Linked DNA regions of Mus musculus: region 2 is linked to region 1. Evidence: chromatin contacts called from public Hi-C data. All regions are on one chromosome and are shown on one strand. The core of a region is the stretch at or near the end of the contact, and the rest is flanking DNA. Distances in the headings are between cores, read along the strand shown. Region 1 holds the start of Muc2 (mucin 2). Region 2 holds the start of Krtap5-5 (keratin associated protein 5-5).

Evidence for each region. Hi-C and Micro-C count contacts between places; a contact is called where the count stands out from the background.
Region 2: a contact with region 1 is called in a Hi-C map of bone marrow-derived macrophages, with 16 read pairs. The contact joins the promoter of Krtap5-5 here to the promoter of Muc2 in region 1. A contact is called at or near these places in 5 of 39 promoter capture datasets (cranial neural crest, embryonic stem cells, hippocampal neurons and 2 more), 1 of 484 Hi-C or Micro-C datasets (bone marrow-derived macrophages), 1 of 115 datasets of contacts at active chromatin or transcription factors (embryonic stem cells) and 1 of 9 other capture datasets (liver).

Annotation. Positions count from the first base shown.
Region 1 is chr7:141,687,552-141,693,777 of GRCm38.p6, reverse strand. Muc2 (mucin 2) reads right to left here and starts at 3,438. Exons shown (of 48, transcript NM_023566.4): 1 at 3,334-3,438; 2 at 2,374-2,635; 3 at 1,037-1,151; 4 at 549-642; 5 at 347-456; 6 at 2-212. The coding sequence starts at 3,409.
Region 2 is chr7:142,226,688-142,232,874 of GRCm38.p6, reverse strand. It overlaps Krtap5-5 (keratin associated protein 5-5), which reads left to right and starts at 2,904. Exons shown (of 1, transcript NM_001037822.1): 1 at 2,904-4,080. The coding sequence starts at 2,964. The coding sequence ends at 3,689. Gm40460 (keratin-associated protein 5-2-like) reads left to right here. Exons shown (of 2, transcript XM_030243138.1): 2 at 3,691-3,719.

The sequences.
Region 1 (6,226 bases), core at 2,189-4,688:
CGGCAGAGTGAGGCGGTCCTCCAGTTCTCAGGTCGGCCTCCTGCGTGAGAGCACTGGCGCGAGAACTCAGCCAGGGTGCTGCACTCGCAGGCGCCACCCTTCGGACACTGGCAGCGGTCGTGCATGCAGGCGCGCACGTACGACTCCACGGGCACGCGGGTCTGGCAGTCCTCGAAGGCTGCGGAGGTCAGCAGCCTCTCACATTCGGCTCGCTTAAGACAGAAAGACGTGAATGCGGACATGTGTCCACACCTCCCTTCCCTCCACTTAAAGCATAGGGATCCCCAACAAAGGTCAGCAAGTACAGGTTTCCTGAGAGCCTGGGGCTCCCCCAGTGGTGGCTCACGTGTTCAGAGCAGGACTCCGGTTCTTGTACTGCCTCAGGGTCCTCACATTGAACCTCAGGCTTGTTGATCTTCTGCATGTTCCCAAACTCAATGGCACTGAACTGTATGCCTAGGGGGACAGCTGGTCAGCAGCGATCCTTGGGAACCAGGAACCTGCAGCCACACCCATCTCCCTCTCAACAAGACCAGCTTAGCACTTACCTTCCTCAGAGAGGAATTCATAATTGGTCTGCATGCCATTGAAGTCCCCGCAGAGACCACAGGTATGGTTCTGGAACCGGCTGTCCAGCTCCACCTGTTGGAGGAGAAGGGAGGGCAAGTGAGCAGACCTCGGAGCCCTGAACATCTTCCAGAGCCCCTAAGTCTAGGCAGCTTTTCAAACAGGGCAGGTCGGGAAGAAGGCGGGGGTCAACCACTAGAAAGGTGACCTTCAGGGTGAAAAACCAAAATGCAGTCTCTGAAGGACAGTTAGGGACAGCTCACTGCAACTATAACACAGAGAGCCTCTCTCCAGCCAGGCCAGTGGAGTCTCTGGTACCAATCACTGTCTCCAGCAGCCTTCTCTCCCACACAGGATCCTACTCCAATGGTGAAGTGTGGGTCTCCCACCCTCTACCCTTCTATGGAGCCGCCAAGCCTCTGGCCAGAGGAGTCCCACCACCCCAGAGCCCCAGGATGCTGGTGCCCACCATGAGTGCATCTTCCCGGTTCCACATGAGGGAGAGGCCGGCCCGAGAGTAGACCTTGGTGTAGGCATCGTTCTTCTCAATGAGCAGCCCGGAGCTGTAGTGTGGGGTGCTGACCCTGTGGAAGCCACTATGGGGTCACTCACCAATTCACCATCCCAGAACCCACCCACTTGTTCTCATGAGGGTTCTGCTGTCCACAGGGTGCTGAAGCCATGGGCATTATCTGGGTGAAGTCACTCCCAGACTGGCTCCTTACATGGCCAGTCTGTTCTCATCTGAAGCCACAACCTTACTTGGCCAAGCTCAAAGAAGAGACTAGAAAGCCCTTGTCCTGGGCTAAGTGGGTTTCCATGGGGCAGAGCCAGGCTCTTCAGCCTATTTCCCTTCCTGTGCCCTCTCTGAGCCCAGGACAGGCTCCTTCCCAAGAGTCTTAATGGCAGTAGGTCTGAGATACCTTGGGGACTCAGCCCCCAATCCTTTCTAGGCCCTCTTTTCAGAGGTATTCCTCAGGGCTGAGATGGCTTAGCCGTTAAGAGCACTGACTGCTCTTCTAAAAGGTCCTGAGTTCAATTCCCAGCAACCACATGGTGGCTCACAACCATCTGTAATGGGACCTGATGATGCCTCTTCTCAATATACTCACATATATGAAATAAATCTTTCCAAAAAAAAAGAGGTATTTCCTCATATGAGATGTGGGACCCTCAACCTCTGCCCAGCCCATCACCCTGGGACTGTCCTTTTGCCAAGACCCCACCCCACTCTTGTGCTTTCCTGGAACTGCCACACAACAGCCCCTGAGCCTCTCTTCTTAGGGACCTCTGCCATACCCAACCCACACAAGGCAGCACAACGCAGGCAGACCAAGCAAGGTAAGGCAACACTGGGAGAGCCCCTGCAGGACCCAGAAAGCCCTGAAGCAGGAAAAGAGAAAATCCCCAGGAGGTGAACCTGCAGGACGGGAATGCATTTAAGAGGACCTCATTGTTGCAGAGACAAAGCCAGGGAACAATAGGGCAGGGCAAGCAGCCTCTCCCTTCTGAGCTTCTGCAACTTTAGCCTTGGGGACGCGCTCTGGCAGCCACCAGCCTATCCCACATGCCCCCCAAGGAAAATCTACAGGGGACTCACCAGATAAGAAGACCCTGGTCTACAGAGGGAACCACCCAGTGTTTGTTGAATGAATCTATGGATAGCTCAAACCTCAAACTTAGGCATGTACCAGAGCAGAAGAGATGGTATCCCGGAGGCTAGCTAAATTATACAACTTGCTCTAAGGAGCCAAAAGCATCCCCCTAGCTGCTAGGACAGGAGAGAAGAGTAGTAATCGCACTCACATGGCCCCGTTCACCACTGCCAGCTTGTGGGTGAGGTAGATGGTGTCATCCTTAATGGTGATCAGGATAGACTCTATCTGGGAGTGACCCCCAGCCTCGCCCAAGCCCCGCTTCAGGTGCACAGCAAATTCCTTGTAGGAGTCTCGGCAGTCAGACGCAAAGTTGTAATCACAGAGGCCAGGGAATCGGTAGACATCGCCGTCAAAAGTTTTGTAGTGGAAGTCACCCCAGGTGCTGCAGACGTGGTTTCGGGATCTGGCTTCTGGGAGAACAGTGGGGACACAAGGTGAGACACCCGGGTACAAGAAGGGTTTCCCTGAGTCCACCCTCCAAGTTAATCCCAGAGGTCTCCCTATGAGAGACCCATCTGGGGCTCCAAACCAGAGTTTCTGGTTCCCCCTGTAGAAGCAGTCTCTGTTAAATATTGGTCACCCCTCTCAGTCAAGGTGATAATGTGGAGTCCAAGCAGGTAGAAAAGCAAGAAAGGCCTTCAGGCAATATGGTCACCCTGTCTACCTCAAACCTCTCAAGGGAATCTCCATTTAGCCCCTTCCACCAGCAAGAGGCTGGGATGGGTCCTTCAGTCTTCAAGAGTTCCCCCTGGGACATCCCCCATCTACAACTTTATCTTGATGGGACAGAAGTGTCCCATATGGACACCCAGTCCGTTCTCCAGAGGCACTGGCTTGCCGAAGGTCCTCTATACCTGGAGCCATCCTAAGCTTGGCTTCTTCCAGACATCCAATGCCTTCCCCCCTCCCAGGGACAATGGTCCCTCAGGGGTCCCAGCTTCTCATCCTCAGCTTTCAACCGCAGAGTGGTGGTAAGAGCCTTAAGACCAGTCCCACTGCAGTGGTTCTGTCTGGGGACGCCCTCCTGTTCCAGAAGCCCCTTCCTAACTGCCTTCCCACCCTCAGGGGATTCTGCCTGTTCCCTTACCCAGATCACCCAGCCCCTTACCTTTCTGGAGTTCCGAGCCCTTGGCTAAGGCCAGGACTAGGCACGCAGCCACCAGGCGAGCTAGTGGCAGCCCCATGGTGGCTCACGAGGGTGGCACAGAAGAGCATCCCAGGGCAGGGGTCCAGGACTTATATGCTTAGCAGGCATCCGAGGGCGGAGGACGAGGGAGGTGCGAAGGGTGGGTGGGGCATTTGCCAAGTTATCAGGAAAACAGCTGTGGGGGCTCCATGGGTCCCAGAGAGGAAATATTGATTCAGGTTATCTGAGTTTATCTTTATATGACTCCCTGGGTAAACTTGGCCTTCCTCAGGATGTCATAGCCCCAATTATCCCAATGCCAGCACACACCCCAGGTGAACTAACTCCATTCCTTTAAGCTACAAGCCAGGCCAGACTCAGGTTGGGAAAGGCAGGAGGTGCCTGCTGGAATTACATCCCACAAGGTCTGCCATACCCTTCTCAATGCTCTCAGGCCCAGCCCCACAACCTCCAGCCCAGCCTAGATAGAATAAGGAGCTTTCAAGTGTCCCCCGACTCCATTCTGTTTCTCCACGAGCTGTGTGGGCTGAGACAACCGTGCTTCCTGCTGCACCTCACTTCACGTCATCCAGGGAAGACAAAGAGTGGCAGGAAACCAAGACTCCAGAGGGACGGGTGTCTGACCCCATGTCATGATGCAGAAGGCAAGGAGCAGTGGGGACGCGGGGGGCCACCTGTCTCCGTGGAGCCTGCTATACTCTACTGAGCCCAGCTAAGTCCACTCTCTAATCCCCTTATTTTCCCAGGCTCTGCCAGTCTCTGGAATTACATGTAATTAAAACTTGGGCAGCCCTCAGCCTAGGCAACAACTCTCATTGGACTCGTGTCCCTTGGGTACAAGAGGAAGTAGCTTGAGTCTGGAGAGGCCACTGTGTGAGCATGGGGTCTGAGCAGAGGGGTTAGCCCCAACCCCAGCAGGTCCTGTCCCTGCAAAGTGTCCTGAGTCTAACAATTCTCACAAAGGCACGTGGGCTCAGGCAGCCTGTTCTGTGTTCCTAGCCACAGCTGTTACACGAAGGACATGATTCTTTGAGTAACCCTGGTGACCTTCAGTCCCTGGGCTTGCCCCGAAGCTGCTGCTGCCTCTCCAACATCTGGAAATGCCTCCAAGAATCAGGGGGCTGCATCAGAGTTGGTAAAAACCATAAACATGATCCTACAAGAGACACCAGTGCCCAAGGTCCACCCATGCTGTAGCTGGAGGGTAAACTGAGACCTGGGGAGCAGCCCTGCCCTCCATACTTCCTCTTCCTGAAAACAAGGAATGGTCCTGACTTTGGTTAGAGTACACACAGTGAATTTGGTCACAAAGTACCTCAGGCTCCAATTTTGTCCCCAACTTCCAGAGGTGAGTGAGGAGAGATGCATCGATGGTCACAGGCTCCCTGAATGGGGGGTGGGGGTGTGTGGCATCTCCTTTCCTAAACTCTTCCCCCAGTTCTGAACAACAGCCACATCCTGGGCTAGAGAGACAGTAGTGCTAGTGATGGTACTGTCCTATGACGCCACCCATCTAGTCCTCTGGGGCCTCAGTCCCATCCTAGCTGGAGCCAGAACAGGTTCCACGCACTACAAAGACATCAGAGATAAAAATGATCAAGAGCCTGGGCATGGGCAGAAGCCAGTCCTCCCACCTCACTGTGCCCCAGCCCCAGCCTTGAGCTGTCCTCCCTACCATGGCTCAGGCACGTGGGAAAACCTGAGTGTGGCCTGAGCCCAAAAAAATAGGGATTAGGGAACTAGAACCAGCTGGGCCAAGGAAGCCATTGTTTGGATTCCCTATGTGGGCCCCTCAGGCTGGCACCATGCCTTGCAGAAACCCAAGGATGGACCTGGCCCCAAGAACCTGTGGTTTTCCATGCCATGCTTTCTCTGCTACAGTGGGAGTCAGAGGAATTTTGGTCAGACTCAGGACGCCCAGGAAAGACCTCTGAGCTGAGCTCTGAGAGGCTGAGTCCTCTCTGCATGGAAGAAGTGAGTCCTCCCGGATGGAGGGAGTAGATCCTCCCTAGATGGAGAAGCTGGAAGCTCCCCGGGGCAGAGAAGGTCAACACTGTGTTCCTACTGAATGAAGCGGTGGTGACCCAAGCTGAATGACCTGATACGAACAGACCTCGTGGCCCTTTGCAGGATCTCGAGTGGCTTAGATGAGCTTTGATGTCATACAGCACAGCACATGGCTGGACACAGTGGCCAAGCCACAACACTAGTGGTCAATGTAAGGACAAAAGCCAGAGCGAGTTCATGACCTGCTTCTCAGCTACCAACTTTGGTTGAGGACCAAGACAGCCTGGGGTTAGGGGCAAGGCTCTGCAACAAGATAAACAGGAGCTGGAAAGCCCGGGGGGGCCACACAGAGGCCAACACATGTAGACTGATTCTCAGACACCGATGGATGTGGCAAACACACAGAATGGCTTTATCCACTGATCAACCCTCCTCTATGCTGGGGTCTGATGGGTAGCTGGCCTCAAAGCTCAGTTTTTCACCCTTACTCCAGGGACCTCTATGCCATCTCCTTGCAGCTTCCCCCCAGGACTATGATGAAGCAAAGGAGACCTCAATCCTTTGAGGAAGCTCCTGGACCGTGCCACAGTCTTCAACAAGGATGTGGTGGCCGAGGTAAGAACAACTGCCCCACCCAGTCACAGGTGGATCCTGCTGGACAGACGTCCTGCCCAGTCCTTAAGTTAGACTAGAACTGAAACCAACAGTGGACAGGGTCCCAGACACCCTGGGCCTTCTTCTGCTGGCCCCACGCCCTGCAGTATTTACCCGGACAAGATACTGTTCCCAGGGACTGCGCAAAATTTACAGCCTTGACTGCAGGGAGGAGGCAGCAGAGACGTCACAG
Region 2 (6,187 bases), core at 1,655-4,154, 540 kb before region 1:
AAAACTAAAAGCTAGTGAAACTGCCCTCCTAGGTGTTCAACAAAGCTTGGAGGCCTACACTCATGAAGAGAGAGAGAGAGAGACAGAGACAGAGAGACAGACAGAGAGACAGAGAGAGACAGAAAGAGAGGTAAAGAGACAGAGAAGCCATGAGGCTACTCAAAGGACCCAAACTGAAAGGCACAGATCAAGGAGAAACTTGCCAAGAATTGACTTTGTCAAGGGTCCAAAACAAAACCAGAACATTCCTTTCTCTGCTTCACCAGGTTGAGCTAGAAATCAGTTGATGCTGGCTGAAGAGGGAAGAATAAGGAAATTGTCCCCGAATAAAGTGACCCCAGGGCTCTATGGAACCACCCAGTGTTTCCTCTCCATCCTAGGCCAACTTTCTAAGGAAAAATAAATACTCCGAATTATTGTTGGATTCAGGGGGTGGAAGCCAAGAAAACTGACCAGATAAGGAAACATAAAAAGAAAACCTTGATTTCTGAACACTCAGGGAGGCAGCTAGTTTAGGGTCTGAACCACAACCCTAAGGGATGATTAATCTTTTTTGTTTTTTTTTTCCCGAGACAGGGTTTCTTTGTGCAGCACTGATTGTCCTGGAACTCACTCTGCAGACCAGTCCAGCCCTGAACTCAGAAATCTGCCGGCCTCTGCCTCCCAAGTGCTGGGACTAAAGGCATGTGCCACCACTGCTCAGCTGAGATTGTTCATTTTTAAAGGATGGGAACACAAAGCAAGTGGGGAGCTGGGGAGAGATGCAGTGTTATGCAATTGTATTTTGATATTATGGGTTAAGCAAGGGAGTACCCGTTGAAGACTGGGCCGATCTAGGGTACCTAGCTTCAAGGTCTGTTGCAGTAAATCTCCAACCCAAATAAGTCTGGGAAAAGACAACACAACTCACTTGATATGAATATAAGCTGCACGCCTAGACTGGGCAGATCTATCACTACACTACTATATTTCCCAGCTATGAGATCCCTTATAACTTGAAGTTTCTCCAGGCCACGTGCTTCTGCTCCATTTTCCTTCCACCTCCTCTCCTGTCTTCCTCTCTCTCCCCCTCACCCCCCTTCTCTCCCAAACTTTCAGCTCCACCTTCCCTACTCTTGCCCAAACACAGGCTCTAGCCTTTATTTAACAAATTAAGGTGGGGTGAAGGTTCACAGGAAGTCATCTGATTACTGACTCATTCCTTGTTTGAAACCCCTCCCAGGAGACTGGAATTAACATCAAAATACAAGTAGCCCCAGGACTAGGTCCTTAGTTCTACAACCTAGACATTTGGTCCAGAGTTCAAAGTGATAAGGAAAAGTGAAAGGAAAGGGTCAGCTGCATGTGGTTAATTAGGATATAACAGGCAATTGGTTATATATTTTTATAACGTATGCACTTTGGTTTAGATAGCAGCAATTTCTATATTTCTTACTGGTTAGCAGACAATTAAGAATATATTTGGAGGAGTGGGATAGGTATCCATTCCTAGGCCTGGGAACATGAACTTGTTTGACCCTGCCAGCAAGATGGAGAAGTTATCCTTGAGATATCTGGAATCAGACAACTGTCTCCTTCATAAGTTGTCCCTGAGACTGGGCTTGCACAACTGATTACAGCAGAAGCTGTTCTGCTACAAGGAAGTCCCCAGCTCCTCTAGGGCCTGGGATCTTGAATTTAATTTCTTTTTCTGATTAATGACGTCTGAAAATGAAATGGTAGTTCTTAGAATATGTTTCTTTTGCTTGTTTCTGACACCACCACCTCATCAGAATTGTTGTCAGAGTTGTTAGGGTACAAGCCTGGGTCCCAGTATCCATAAGTACCTATGCCCAGCCCCTCTCACAATGAGCCAATTAACAGACAAGTCACAGTGAAAGGCAGAGAAAAGAAAATTATTCATTCAGTGCAGCCACACTGGGAAGAGGGACAAAGAGGTGTAGTGACTCCCAAATTCCTCTTCAGGGTTCAGACATGAGGCTCAGGCTTAAACAGAGGGCAGGAGGAGCACAGAGCTAAGAGTCCTGGTCAGGATGTGGTCCTGCCCATCACTGACCCATCACTCTCAGTTCCAGTCTCTCCTGCCAGGTGGTCTGACAAGTTCTCAGAACTCAGGGAAGTCTCTAGGAGACAAGCTCCCTCTCTCACTGGCACCAGGCTTCAGCCCTTTTCTTCTCCCTGGAAAATTTAAGGTCTTTGAAGACCTTAATAGTCTGATAATTGAAGAGACAGGCACACATTTCTCTCAGAATATCTTTATTCCTGCTAGGAATGTCATAAGCTACAGAGACTGTCCTGGGAACATGAAGAGGAAAACAGAGATCCTATCTCCCTGCAATGGAAACCCCTGCCACCATTGCTGTGTCCAAGGGAAGCAGCAGATGATGACATGGCTCTGGATAAGGGCATCTGAGAGCAGCCAGAAGCTTGGCAGGGGAAGCCATAGTCTGAACATGTCCCAGACACACAGGACCAGCTAAGGCTGGATCCCTCTTCAGAGAGATTGGGGAGTGAGAGGCTTAAGAAGGCAAAAGGCAGAAATTATCTCACAAAGCCTTCATAACCGTATAGGACACTCTGGTAGCTCTATTCTGTAGAAGAGCCCACTGCTCAAAGGGACAATAAAACCTGCTCAAAGACAAAAGAGTGTAAGAGCCGGAGTCCCAACCAGGCCATGCTCTCCAACATGAGCCAGGCAAAAAAGAGCTTTCCTTCAATACAAATTCCATAGGAAATTACGTCAGAAAAAAACACATTCCAAGCATGGAGTGTCAACAGACCAAAGGGAAAATTGCCAAACAAGTAAATAGGGAAGACAACAACATGGAGGAAACCACGTGTAACTTCACACCTGACCTGGGCAGGGATATAAAGGCCCAGCAGGCTCAGGAGGCTCCACATCTGCACACTTCCTCTCCACCTGCTCCTCTGACCTACTCCATCCTCAACCAAACACCAGAACCATGACCTGCTGTGGCTGCTCAGGAGGCTGTGGCTCCAGCTGTGGGGGCTGTGGCTGTTCAGGAGGCTGTGGCTCCAGCTGTGGGGGCTGTGGCTCCAGCTGCTGTTGCAAGCCTGTGTGCTGCTGCAAGCCTGTGTGCTGCTGTGTGCCAGCCTGTTCCTGCTCCAGCTGTGGGGGCTGCAAGGGTGGCTGTGGCTCCTGTGGGGGCTGCAAGGGAAGCTGTGGCTCCTGTGGGGGATGCAAGGGAGGCTGTGGCTCCTGTGGGGGCTGTGGCTCCTGTGGGGGTTGTAAACCCAGCTGTTGTCAGTCCAGCTGCTGCAAGCCCTGCTGCTGTCAGTCCAGCTGTTGCAAACCCTGCTGTTCTTCAGGTTGTGGGTCTTCTTGTTGCCAGTCCAGCTGCTGCAAGCCCTGTTGTTGTCAGTCCAGCTGCTGCAAACCCTGTTGCTCTTCAGGCTGTGGGTCTTCTTGCTGTCAGTCCAGCTGCTGTAAGCCATGCTGCTGCCAGTCCAGCTGCTGTAAGCCCTGCTGCTGCCAGTCCAGCTGCTGTAAGCCCTGCTGCTGCCAGTCCAGCTGCTGTAAGCCCTGCTGCTGCCAGTCCAGCTGCTGTAAGCCCTGCTGCTGCCAGTCCAGCTGCTGTAAGCCCTGCTGCTGCCAGTCCAGCTGCTGTAAGCCCTGCTGCTGCCAGTCCAGCTGCTGTGCTCCTGTGTGCTGCCAGTGCAAGATCTGAGGTTTACAGGTCACACTCCTCCACTAATTCCGTGGACCAGCTCTCTCCAGACAGGGATAAGAGCAGCAGCTCTGAGGTTCTCTCCTGGGTCTTTATTCTTTGGTCTTGAAGCTGCTTCTCCAGACTGAGGGGGTGAGTCCTGGGGTGGAGAAAAACTCCTCTTGCTGGAAGCTCTTTCTTCATTCCACACTCAGTGGATCAGATCTTCCTCCACTTCCTTCTCTCCAGTCTGCAAGACTCTGACCTCCTTGGCACCTGGCCTCACCTGGAGGCTACATCAAGACCACAGGTAGGTGTCAGGCTATGGAGTTCACCACAACTTGGGGCCCCAGGGAGCTATGAACTCCTTTTCATCAAGCATTGGTCCTACCAGGCCCATCTCTATGTGACCTCCCCTGGGTTTCCATTCTTTCTTATTCTGTCTGGGTGAGCACACTGTGCCTTTGATACAAACATCCTTCAATAAACGTTCTCTGCCCACTATATTTCTTATGTGGTTCTTTGTTCTCATAACTGATTAGTAAATTCTCCCATTTTCTCCTTACCCAATTTGTCCTCTGAGGTTCCTTGTGTTATTCCATGGTGCACTCTTCTGCCATCTTCCCCCACACCCCAACTCCCACCAGAGCCAACCCCATCACATCCAATATGAAGCAGACTGAGCCAGGAAGGCTAGGTCCCCAGCAGCTCCTTCAGAGTTGGGCATCTTTGAAGAATCTGGAAACAGATATGACATAGTGCATGGTTTTATTTGTTTTGTCTTTAGTCACTGAGTCAGAAACAATTGAAAGGCAGCCATGTGACCAAGAACTGGACTGCACTAAGGGGTGCTGATACTTCTTTCATGGGTGTAGCCAGAGCTTCTGCACTTAGCTGTGTGATCTGAAGCCTTCCTTAGAGTATCCAAACCTGCCTTGTTTGCCAAGAATCCACTTAGGCTTACTCGGGGGTGGGGGGGGGTGGGGTAAGGCATGCTAAGACATATGTCTATGTCCTGTGGTCTCTTATTGCGACCATGAGTTAAGATCAAAGAAACTAAAAAACAATTTCTTTCTTCAGTTGCATAGGCTACTTCTCATCTGTAGAAGCTCATGTGACCCAGGAGTGAGTCACAGATCAGTAGCACAGGACACATCCCATTGCTCTGGGGGTATCTGATAGACACTGGGGGGCTTAGAATCAGAGAGTTTTATAGAAGACATGTCATCCAGATGAGAAAGCTAATGTTTCATACTCATAATTTCTCACCCTCTTTTAGTTTCTCTTCCTCGAGTTCAGGGCCTCACACGCACTAAGCACATGCTCTACCAACTCAGCTCCTCCAAGCACCAGACTTGTATATTTCTTACTACAAGAACTAAGGTCCCTGGACGGCTATAAGAAATTATAGAAACTGAATGGGTTCAAATAGGGGAAATGTATTTTCTCAGAAAGTGGGAAGCCAGAGTCTAAATCCAAGGTCTCAGCCAAAAGCTGAGAGCCCCCATCTCTGGACTGAGGGAGAACGGGTGTTTCATCTGGTGGATGTTGACATTCTTAGGGTCTTAGTTCCTATTCTATTGCTGTGGTAAGACATCATGATCAAGGCAACATACTGAAGAAAAGGTTCATTGGGAGCTTACATCAGGTTAGAGTCTATGACTGTCAAGGCAGGGAGTAAGACCGCAGGCAGAAACTGAGAGCCTACCAGAGACAATGGCCAGGAAGAAAAAGCCCTAACTGGGAATGTTGAGGGCTTTTGAAACTTCAAAGCCCACCTCCAGTGGCACACCTCCTCCAACAAGGCCACACATCCTAATCCTTCCCAGACCAACTGTGGATCAAGTATTCAAATACATGAGCCTATGGAGGCCATTCTTTTTTTTTTTTTTTTTTAATTTAAAATTTATTTATTTATTACATGTAAGTACACTGTAGCTGTCTTCAGACACACCAGAAGAGGGTGTCAGATCTCGTTACAGATGGTTGTGAGCCACCATGTGGTTGCTGGGATTTGAACTCTGGACCTTTGGAAGAGCAGTCGGGTGCTCTTACCCACTGAGCCATCTCACCAGCCCATATGGAGGCCATTCTCATTCAGACCACCACACATAGACTGGAGGTTGCAGCCTTCTAAGCTGTTTTCCTCCCTCCCTGGTCATATTTCCTCTGCCTTTGTGGGTCTCTATCTTTCTATTTTGTAAGGCTATGATGGGATTTAAGGTTGACCCAAATATTCTAGGTAAGCTCATTTCTCTTTTGGTCTTGTCGTTCTTTGTTTTGAGTCTACTGGGGGTTGATTTAAATGTAATTTTATTTAATGCCTACCTATGGCTGTTTTGCCTGCATGTATGTCTGTGTACCTGCAGAAGTCAGAAGAGAGTGCTGGATCCCCTGGAACTGGAGTTGCACGTGGTTATAAGCAGCCTTGTAATGCAGGAAATTGAAAACAGGTCCTCTGCAAGAGTATCAAGTGCTCTAAACCACTAACTAATCCATCTCTCCAGCTCCTGGTTTCT